Linked DNA regions of Triticum aestivum: region 2 is linked to region 1. Evidence: chromatin contacts called from public Hi-C data. All regions are on one chromosome and are shown on one strand. The core of a region is the stretch at or near the end of the contact, and the rest is flanking DNA. Distances in the headings are between cores, read along the strand shown.

Region 1 (5,889 bases), core at 995-3,494:
AGCTCCATCTCCACTATCTGGTCCCTCACCAAGCAATCTCAAAGAAACATAGGTCAAGGCTGAGCCAAACATGGTGCTTGGACCCTCAATGTGTAATCCCCAACCTCCATCTTCATTCTACACACAATCGCCAAAAAATTATTTACTTTATCCACTGTGAGATGGCACAGTTGGCAAATAGATCCTTGCCTGATGATTATAGAGATATCGACGGATCTCCTTTTGATGTTCTGATGATAAAACAGTGTTCAGTGCTCCAGTAACATGTAGCATTATAAGCTGAATAGAAGATAAAATGCAGTGAGTAAGTTTCCATATGACATAAACAAGTTTTTAAATGAAATGTCAAACCAGGGGAAGTACCAATCCTGGCATAAGGAACATAGGACCCCCATAATCCCCAGGCCAGTGTCCATCGTGTGCCTGGAGAGTAGAAAAAGTGCTGAGCGCCCTTCTCAAAGTGGTCGACACAGCTTCCTCCGTGACATCTTCATTCTCCCCCAGCTTGATAGCAGGAAGATCCAACTTAAGTGGATTTTCTTTTGCAAGCTGCAGTACATACAAGAGAACAAACGCTTTAGAAGCTACGGAGATATTCCAAAGCAAAAAAACACCCTAGTTTTAGTAGCACAAAGAATCCACAGGCAAGTTGAACTGAAGTGGTAGAACAAAAAGGAAAAGACTCAGGAAAATATCACTACTCCAGCATCAAGAATTGGTCTGCCCTCTTGCTAAATACTGTTAGAGCACTATGAATTGTGCTTCTGGTCTTAACTCTTAACCCAGTCCCGAAAAGTATTGACCATCTCTGTGGTAATTGGGTTAAAAACCTTTTAACCTGAAGGTAAGGGAAATGACTCTAGTGGAGATAACAGCAAGTCAGCAATACAGTGCCCTTCCTTTAACGCACGCAACAAAAGCATGTTCTCAATCAACATCATAGACCTTCTGACCCCAAATGCTGTTATAAATATCGATAGCTACGGTTCAGCTGAACATTGCATTGCATTGCTTAAATCAAGTCTGCTACAGGATACACTCTCCTCGCTTGCTCTGCTCTTTGGTTGCTTGATAAAAACACAGGTGTAATACACCTGGAAATTCCGTGGTTTATATGAACGGAAAGAAAGAACTGCAGGCGTCATGCGTCCCGTTCAGAGAACAAAATGCCCAGCGTCAGCCAGCACACTTGCCGATCGCGTGCACTGTGTGCTTCCGGTGGGCATTAAAAGCTGAAGTAGGAGCAGTTGGCAACGGGAAAGCGGGGCCGTGCCCGTGCCCATCCAGAGCGTGGCGCTTGCGTCTCAGATATTCATAGTATATACGTATGCAAGATCGGATCCCAGCATACTCGCTGCGCATTAAAACCTTTGCCAAGTGGTGTAGGAGAGACTAGACAGTCTGATGCTGCAATCTTCCTTTGCTTAGAAAGGTTGCGGCATACTGTAGTCTCGCTGCGCATTAAAATCGTTTTGAAATGTAAGGTGGCTCGCTGGCAGCTACCTTCTGGCGCGGCTGCCGGCTCGTACCAGTACGCGGCGACTAGTCGTTGGATGTGGCAGGCGGCATCATCCAGGTGACAAAAAATGTAGCTACGGTAGGGGGAAAAAACTGTGGGGCTTCGCCATCGCGGAGCCACCCGGAATTCGAAATCGTGGCATGCAGGGCAGGGCAGCGGCGACCGAGGGGGAGGGGCGGGAGGGGGGCATTCGGTTCGTGGGGTTACCTGGATGCGCATGGGGAGGTCGGCGCTGTGCTTGAGCTGGTGGCGGCGCGCGGCGAACTCCCGGCGCGCGGCGTCGACGGCGGCGAGGGCGTCGGGGTCGTCGGCGGCGGCGTCGAACTCCCAGACCTGGCGGCCGACGTGCGCGTTCTTGGTGCGCAGCCACGGGTCGGCCCCGCCCTCCGCGATCTTCAGCCGCCACATCCCTCCGGCCCCGGCGAGCCTCCCCGGCGACCAACCGAACAGTACTGCACGACCACCGCCGGCACTGGCAGCAGGAGGAGCAGAGGACGAGGGCGGAGCAGGACAAATGGGCAATGGCGAGATCTGCCGGCCCGATCCGGCGAAGAATTAGATAATGGGGGTTTCGGATCGCGCGGGGCGGGGCTGGAGCGGGGTTTGGACGGGAGCGCGCGCGCGGTGCGGCGACGTGGCGTGGGACGTCTCTCGCCCCCTCGACTCTATCTCTCTCGGCAGTGGCTTTTTGGCTCAACGCCTGCAGGCTCTCTGACCCGCTCGTGGAGGGGAGAGGGGAGGGGGGTTGGGGTTTTGTGGGGGCAGGTGGTGGGGCGTGATAGGTGTCAGCGTTCTAATAGTACCGTGATGCCGTCCGATCTGTTCCCCGTCGACGACGTCCAACCAGCACCACTAGTTCGTTCTCTCCATTTTCTTTTGTGCGGGAACACGTCACTGCCCATCCTCTGGTTACTTAACCAAAACCACTCCATCGGTCGGACGGCGAGTTAAAATCCAGGTAACCACCACATTCGCGATGCGGTTAGCATAAAACTACGTACTACTCCTACCACTTTAGAGATCGTTGCACTTTGCGCCACGCCGAATTTTTTACGGTGGCAAAAAACACTACGCCGTTTTTTCAACATAATTTGACGTGTCCAAGCACTCGCATGGGTGGCGGCGCACCTAACGCTCGTCCGACCAACACTGTCGGAACCAGTTTCCCTAAAGGGAAACGGACGACCAACTCACTCTCTCGACCAGCTCACTCCCTCGCTCCCTCTCACGCCCCTCTTGATCTCTCTCCCATGTGCGCCGCCGACGCCGCTCACTCTCACCGTCAGCTCGCAATGTCGTTCTGAAAAGACGGGAAGGAGAGCTGTGAGAATGAATTGAGCTACACCGACATGGACATGAATCTGTGGGTAAGATTTTCCATTGGTTTGGGTTTGGGTTAGGGTTTGGATTTGTGCTGTTACCATCTTTGATTTAAGCTAAGTTGACCAAGCAGGAAAACCCTGAGACCACTATTGATGTTTCCTTCTGTGGATGAGTGGCTCATCCGGTCATGAATGCAAGCTTCATCACTTTAGGGCCTAGAAATGCGTTGCCTTTTATAGCATAGACATTGGGAAGAGATTTTATGGCTGCGTTAAGCACATAATGTGTTGTAGATGTTGAATTGCAAAGTAGACAACTGAAATCAGCCATATACTGAATCTTGTAGTTGCTGGCTTGCAAAGTTCTTAACTGAACTTAGCCATGTACTGAATGTTGTAGTTGATGACTTGCAATGTGCCTAACTAAATATACATATACTATATGTTGCATTTTCTCACTTGCAAAGTACTTAACTGTAGGGATGAACTGGGTAGGGTATGGGTGGATAAAACCTCCTTTTGCCCAAACCCATACCTGTTGGGAATCGTAGCATAATTTTAAAATTTTCCTACGCTCACCAAGATGCATCTATGGAGTATACTAGCAACGAGGGGAAAAGAGTGCATCTACATACCCTTGTAGATCACGAGCGGAAGCGTTCCAATGAACGTGGATGACGGAGTCGTACTCGCCGTGATCCAAATCACCGATGACCGAGTGCCGAACGGACGGCACCTCCGCGTTCAACACACGTACGGTGCAGCGACGTCTCCTCCTTCTTGATCCAGCAAGGGGGAAGGAGAGGTTAATGGAGATCCAGTAGCACGACGGCGTGGTGGTGGATGTAGCGGGTCTCGGCAGGGCTTCATCGAGCTTCTGCGAGAGGGAGAGGTGTAGCAGGGGAGGAGGGAGGCGCCCAAGGCTGAGATATTGCTGCCCTCCCTCCCCCCCATTTATATAGGCCCCCTGGGAGGGGGGGCGCTGGCCAAACCCCATCTAGGGTGGGGGGCGGCGGCCAAGGGGGTGCCTTGCCCCCCAAGGCAAGTGGGAAGCCCCCCCACCCTAGGGTTTCCAACCCTAGGCGCATGGGGGAGGCCCATGGAGGGCGCCCAGCCCACTAGGGGCTGGTTCCCTTCCCACTTCAGCCCATGGGGCCCTCCGGGATAGGTGGCCCCACCCGGTGGACCCCCGGGACCCTTCCTGTGGTCCCGGTACAATACCGGTAACCCCCGAAACTTTCCCGGTGGCCGAAACTTGACTTCCTATATATAATTCTTCACCTCCGGACCATTCCGGAACTCCTCGTGACGTCCGGGATCTCATTCGGGACTTCGAACAACTTTCGGGTTTCCGCATACACATATCTCTACAACCCTAGCGTCACCGAACCTTAAGTGTGTAGACCCTACGGGTTCGGGAGACATGCAGACATGACTGAGACGCCTCTCCGGTCAATAACCAACAGCGGGATCTGGATACCCATGTTGGCTCCCACATGTTCCACGATGATCTCATCGGATGAACCACGGTGTCGAGGATTCAATCAATCCCGTATGCAATTCCCTTTGTTAATCGGTATGTTACTTGCCCGAGATTCGATCGTCGGTATCCCAATACCTTGCTCAATCTCGTTACCGGCAAGTCTCTTTACTCGTACCGCAATGCATGATCCCGTGACTAACGCCTTAGTCACATTGAGCTCATTATGATGATGCACTACCGAGTGGGCCCAGAGATACCTCTCCGTCACACGGAGTGACAAATCCCAGTCTCGATCCGTGCCAACCCAACAGACACTTTCGGAGATACCCGTAGTGCACCTTTATAGTCACCCAGTTACGTTGTGACGTTTGGCACACGCAAAGCACTCCTATGGTATCCGGGAGTTGCACGATCTCATGGTCTAAGGAAAAGATACTTGACATTGGAAAAGCTCTAGCAAACGAAACTACACGATCTTTTATGCTATGCTTAGGATTGTGTCTTGTCCATCACATCATTCTCCTAATGATGTGATCCCGTTATCAATGACATCCAATGTCCATAGTCAGGAAACCATGACTATCTGTTGATCAACGAGCTAGTTAACTAGAGGCTTACTAGGGACACGTTGTGGTCTATGCATTCACACATGTATTACGATTTTCGGACAATACAATTATAGCATGAACAATAGACGATTATCATGAACAAAGAAATATAATAATAACCATTTATTATTGCCTCTAGGGCATATTTCCAACAGTCTCCCACTTGCACTAGAGTCAATAATCTAGTTACATTGTGATGAATCGAACACCCATTGCGTCCTGGTGTTGATCATGTTTTGCTCTAGGGAGAGGTTTAGTCAACGGATCTGCTACATTCAGGTCCGTATGTACTTTACAAATATCTATGTCTCCATTTTGAACACTTTCACGAATGGAGTTGAAGCGACGCTTGATATGCCTGGTCTTCCTGTGAAACCTGGGCTCCTTCGCAAGGGCAATAGCTCCAGTGTTGTCACAGAAGAGAGTCATCGGGCCCGACGCATTGGGAATCACCCCTAGGTCGGTAATGAACTCCTTCATCCAGACTGCTTCCTGTGCTGCCTCCGAGGCTGCCATGTACTCCGCTTCACATGTAGATCCTGCCACGACGCTTTGCTTGCAACTGCACCAGCTTACTGCTCCTCCATTCAAAATATACACGTATCCGGTTTGTGACTTCGAGTCATCCAGATCTATGTTGAAGCTAGCGTCGACGTAACCCTTTACGACGAGCTCTTCGTCACCTCCATAAACGAGAAACATATCCTTAGTCCTCTTTAGGTACTTCAGGATATTCTTGACCGCTGTCCAGTGTTCCATGCCGGGATTACTTTGGTACCTTCCTACCAAACTTACGGCAAGGTTTACATCAGGTCTGGTACACAGCATGGCATACATAATAGACCCTATGGCCGAGGCATAGGGGATGACACTCATCTTTTCTCTATCTTCTGCCGTGGTCGGGCATTGAGCCGTGCTCAATTGCACACCTTGCAATACAGGCAAGAACCCCTTCTT
Region 2 (5,889 bases), core at 1,624-4,123, 370 kb after region 1:
TACAAATCATCCAGCTGCTTTATAAGTCTGGTAGAAAAAAAAACAGAGCCTCAAAAGGCTGTTGTGGGTATTTACAGGACAAAAAGGGGAGGCGCGCGCCTCGGTCTAGATATTCAGAAGTCTTCTCCTAACCCACTGTGCTACGAGTTGCCAAAGGCAGTTACGTACGAGACCACGACGGTGATGTCGTCCAGCTTCCCGCCGTAGTACCGGTACCCAGCGTCTTGGGCCGCGGTCGAAAACGGCGTCGGCCTGTTCTTGTCCTGTGCCCGCTGGCGTGCGAGCGCCGCTATCTTCTGGGCTGTCACTTGAGGTTCCAGGCCAGCTCTGGTTGCGTGGACCACTACAGCTGTTATATCGTTGTTGTACAGGTTATCGAACAACCCATCTGTTCCAGCGACAATTACATCACCAGACGCGACAGGTACCTTGAAGACCTGAGTATACAGGCACAGCAGGCAAAACAACATGGGTATTAACAAGGACTACAATTTGCAGTATGATATGATTGCGAGACTGGATACATGTGCTCATATGTTTTAACTTTTAAGAGATGGATATTAACAAGGACTACAATTCTACAATCCGCGTGTCGCAGAATTATACTACATGTGCTCATATGTTTTACGAGATGGATACAGAATGGAGTATAATTCTGCGACACGTGGATTATAGAATTCCTAATCTATATGGCTATTATATATGCATTTGTTTCACCTGGGAGTACTAGTATAATCCATCGGCACAAAGGCTTCTTTTACTAGAACATAAAACTATGGTTTTCATTAAAAAAAACAGCCACAAGCCGTGAATATTTGTTAACAACCAAATTGTGTCCATATACACTGGTTACTACAAAAAGAAAAGCGTTATCAGCAGTATATGAACATACCTGTGCAGCATTAGGCAAGTCACTCGAGTTGCCACTCTGAAGTTGGTAGGAGAAATTGAAATCATGTTGTTGTACAGGTGACCTACACAATGTGCAGCCATCTCGGATGACTATAAAGCCACTGTCACCAAGATTAATTGCTTGTATTCCCTGAAATAATGTACAACCAAATCTGAAATCGTGATAAACTATCTACAAACTGAACAAGTTAAACACTCAGGTCAGTTTTGTGGCATTATATCATCAACAAAGAATGGTGGTCAACTTTTAGCTTCTCTTACTGTTGCCAAAGCCATAGACAAGGAAACATGTAATCATGTCACAGCAAAAATGAACAAAATCAGTAACCAACCTGATTTGTTATAGCAATGATACATGCGGTCGATGAACCCGGCACTGTTGTGCTACTATGGGCCTTCTCTAGTACCCTTGTAAGATCAATTGAATCTTTTGGCTCTTCTTCTATTGCGGTTACTGCATTAGACATAATATCTCTAGCATATTGACCTGCATCAATACCGTAGCTTGCCCAACCACCAACGCCATCAGCTATGCCTATAGCCTGTTCATCCCAAATAAAATGTGCATCCTCACCACCAGTTTCTTCCTTATCCGGATGTGGTAGATAACATACCCCTGAAACAAGCTTCAAGGACCTATCTCCTAACATAGTCCTGAAATAGTGATCAATGTTTTAGAATAATCTAAGCAGATATATACAGTCATAAAAATCATCACAATGCATATGAGAAGCGCCATGATGCCATGCTTAAGCACAACACCCGAGCAGGGCACATGACTCTATGTCAAGACTCATGACATAGGTGGTCGAGGGAAGCAACCTCTATCTCCAGGAGTTAAATATCTAAATTTCCTAATTTGATTGAACTGTGATACCCATCCCTTAATTGCAACTGTATCCTGCTTTTGCAATCTGTGCACCCTTGGTGGCCCACTTGGGGCTGTAAATTACATTACATACCCCACGTGACAGCAATTATTCTGATTTTCTTTCTTTTGAGGAGAGTTTATTCACTAGCAGACTTTTTTCTCTCACCAATCTCTACCAACTTATCATATTTCCATATGGCCCATTAAAAACCTATGAGCATGGATTCCCAATGACTATTAGATATGTAGATGAACAAGACCTCCAATCCATGCACCAGTGCCAAATCTTATCAGAAGAGTGTAACAACTGTTGAGTTTTGACATAATTAGTATTCTTAGAACAACGGGAATCATAATGCACACAATGAGAAGACAATGTTCACGAACTGGGCATCTGCTAAAACCCCAACAGTGAGAACCTCATTTGAGCTAATTTGATGAAACTGAAAATGTACTCACTAAGCTAAGATACGCCGATTGCGAAATTAAACAGGTAGATACACAAGAGGAAACATACTTAAACAGGTAGATACACAAGAGGAAACATACTTATCTGAGGTGCCTACGGACTTCTCAGGCTGCGAGACATCCGCCTCGCGGGCGGCCGGGCTGAAGGACACCTCTTCCGGAGCAGCACCGGTCGCGAAGGAGCGCCCGCCGCCGACGAGGAGCTGCTCCACCAGCAGGCCCGGCCTGGGCACGCTGCTCGCGGCGCACCGGAACCACCAGGACCCGCCGCTGCCGCCCGCCGCGGGCCCTCCCCAGATCCCCAGGAACCCGGCCGCCTCGCTCCCCTGCAATCCGCGCGCGGGAGACAGCAGGGCCCCGCCCAGGCCCGGCAGCGCGGCGGAGGACGCGGCCCTCGGCGCGCCAGCGCCGGCGCCGGCGGCTCCCCGGAGCAGCCACGCGGCCGCGCGCCGAAGCGCGATCGCCGGGGACATCCTGCCGCGGCGCCCCTGCTGCGCCCAAGACGCTGCCGGAGAGACGCTCCGGCGAAGGTGGTGGAAACCCTAGGGTGCGGGAGAGGGAGGAACAAGGATGAGATGCCGTGCCGGGGCAGAAGGATGCAACAGTTTTTCAACGCGGTTTTTTTTTCGCACTTGCTATCGGAAGGAGCGCTCATTCTGGAAAGAATATAAGTACCACGCAAAACCTTTTTTGAAAAGAATAATACGAAATCTTATAGCAACTCCAATGGGGCGACCCATTTTATCCGTTTAGGTTATTCGGACACAAAACTTGGCCCAACAGGGCCATCCAAACGGACGCCCGTATCCGCGTGCTGTCCATCCCTAACCCAAACTTAGCCCAAATCTGGAAAGAAATGGGTACGAAGCGGACAGAAGCTGCTCTGCTCGACCGTTGTCGTCCGCTCGTGTCCGCCCTTGGTCCCACCTAGCAGTGAGCGCGCACGAGCTGGCGTCCCCACCCAGTCCTCCTTCCCCGCCTTCTCCACCGTCCTGCTCACAAGCGCAGGCCACCGCCATCCCCACCCAGTCCTCCTTCTCGCCTCCTCCGCCGTCCTCGAGGCCCGCCGCTGCGCTCAGTGGCGCAAGCTGCATCCCACGCTGTGGTCCAGGACGACGGGGAGATCTCCGCTGCGGCCTCCCGTTCCGAGCCGAGCCGACGGGGCCGGGGAACTGCACGCGAGCGGCGTGGTGCCGGGAAGAGCCGGGGGACTGCAGATCTCGTCATCGGCGGCGCATGGTGGGACGAGCAGCCTGGGCTTCGCCCGCGAGTCGTGCGGGAGCTGCAGAGCTTCGCGCTGCAGCAGATCCAGGAGGCGCTGCTCTGCGATGACCTGCAGGGCGTCCTGGTGTGCGCCCACGGCGTGAAGCAGGACAGGGGAGGGGGAAGCAGGGGCGGAGCGGCAAGGCGGGCCGAGCGGCGAATGGCAGGAGTGCGTGTCGGCGCGGCAGAAGCCGGACGGGGCCAGAAGCGGGCGCAGCAGTGCGAGGGGGAGCGGCAGGGCCCGACGGCGCGAGGGGTAGCAAAATGGCACGGCGGCGGGAGAAGGTGCCGGCCGACACGAAGGAGGCGGGGTGCCTGGTGTAGCCGTTGTCCGCTTTTGCGTTTTGGCATTGGATGCTCGCCGTGTCCGCCCCATGTCCGCCAAGCGGACATGAGACTCAAACGGACAAAAAACGGATAAAATCCGTGTCCATTTGGGTCCCTGCGTTGGAGTTGCTCTTATGCGGTCTATAGAATTGATCAGTGTTTGCGGCTGTTTCTAGTATAAAGCTGGATCATTTTCCTGCAAAACTTGTTTGTCTGGCTTTTTATAGTTTACCAGGCTTGCCGCTTGGTATTGTCCTGTAAAAAGTTGGACGTCAATATTTAGCGCTCGTCAAATCATGAAGATGGTTGAAACAAACAATTCATTCGATCAGAAAGGATCCTTTCAGCCAATGATTTCATTCGGTGGAGCAGAGCACCCAGCGTGACCCCGATGGCTCGACATGCCATTTGACGAGTCTCCCTCGCTTTATTCTTTATTGACAAACAAAAGGCTTAGTTAACTGGTTTTTGTAACACAAATTGCCATTGACAAAAAAATACAAAAAAGGCAGAGAAGCATATTTTTACATTTGTCATGCTCTAATTTATAAAAAAATCATGCTATACTTTACAAAAATGGCATCCTTTGTTTTTTAAACAAAAAAGTTGTAGAACAACGAAAATTTTCAATGGTCTATACATAATAAAAATGCCATTGTCAAAATAATTAAATTTGCATCAATAAAATTACCGTGGTCTAATTAAAAAAAATTCATGGTCAAACTAAAAAAGACTGCCATGGTCTAAATAATGAAATTACCATGCTACCTAGAAAAACAACCATGGTCTCAATAATTAAATTGCCATGGTACCTACAATATAGAAATGGCATGGTGTGATTAATAAAATGTTCATGGTCTAATTGAAAAACTTGTCATGGTCTAAATAATGAAATAGCCATGCTAACTACAAAAAAATACCATGCTATAATTAATAAAATTACGATGGTCTAAATAATATAATTGCCAAGCTACCTATGATAAAATTACAAATGGCAAGTTTAGAACATTTTATCCTCTAAAAGAACATGACAACTTTTGGGAATTGTTATGGGCACATGGCAAAAATTATAAGATTGCACATGACAAGTTTAGAAAAATTGTTCTCTAGAAACATGGCAGATTTTGGGATTTGTAATGGGCACGTGGCAAAAAATAGGAATTTTTATTCTTTCAAAGATGAAGAAAATTTGGAATTTCAGGAAAAATCACACAAAATTTTCAAATGAAAAATCAAAATCACAAATATTTTAGCTTCAAAACATATAGCAAGTTTAATCGTACGTGCTCAAAATCCACTTCAAGTGTCAGCTGGTCTGTACTTCCTTTAGAGTGTCATGAGTTCGAGCCACCCCCACGCACCTTTGGTAGATTTTTTTATAAACTTGAATGAGTGGGTGAGGCTGAAAGAAGAGGATCGGGGAGTATAAAGGAAGGGACGTTCGCGCTAGCAGTTGGTTAAGCGAACGATCCGAAAAACTGATGTGGCATCAGTCTTGCATCGTGATTCATGCCAGGAGATCGAAACGGCAACCAACGCGTTCTCTGGGAGGGACGAAAAAAGTGACATCAAGTAAATAACATTTCCCCAAAAAAGTTGGGCATGTAAAGACCAACGAGCAAGATTTATGAGTCCTTGAGCAATATGATACAATATATTTCAGCGTAGTTTACTAAGAAATGGTTTATTTTCTAAGTCTACTAGGGTAGTTTAGTTTCAGATTTTTGAATAGTTCTTTGTAAGATATTAATATACAATTGAATTTCTCGCACGACGGGCTCTTCACGACATGAATAAAAGCCGTAGATGTCATGTAAATGAATCCCAACTATGAGTTACAATGACTTTCCCCAGAAGATGATCATATGTCACATGTGTCATAGACTCGCTCTTTACTAATTTGGCCACACTTATTTGGAAAGTAGATTCATCTTGTCGGCGGCTAAGGATCTTGTTTATTGTGTTTGTCTCCAACTAACCAGATATATGTGGGAGAACGCCGCGTCCGGGAAGCCAGTTTGCGATAGTGCCGAGAGGGCTGTCACACT

Evidence for each region. Hi-C and Micro-C count contacts between places; a contact is called where the count stands out from the background.
Region 2: a contact with region 1 is called in a Hi-C map of leaf, with 6 times the contacts expected there. The contact joins the promoter of LOC123143725 here to the promoter of LOC123143724 in region 1. A contact is called at or near these places in 2 of 5 Hi-C or Micro-C datasets (both in leaf) and 1 of 1 datasets of contacts at active chromatin or transcription factors (leaf).

The regions. Positions count from the first base shown.
Region 1 is chr6D:84,056,727-84,062,615 of IWGSC CS RefSeq v2.1, forward strand. It overlaps LOC123143724 (cycloartenol synthase), which reads right to left and starts at 2,245. Exons shown (of 18, transcript XM_044562687.1): 1 at 1,727-2,245; 2 at 364-549; 3 at 190-279; 4 at 1-117. The coding sequence starts at 1,927.
Region 2 is chr6D:84,422,232-84,428,120 of IWGSC CS RefSeq v2.1, forward strand. LOC123143725 (probable protein phosphatase 2C 55) reads right to left here and starts at 2,874. Exons shown (of 4, transcript XM_044562688.1): 1 at 2,333-2,874; 2 at 1,245-1,566; 3 at 893-1,042; 4 at 1-437. The coding sequence starts at 2,724. The coding sequence ends at 141.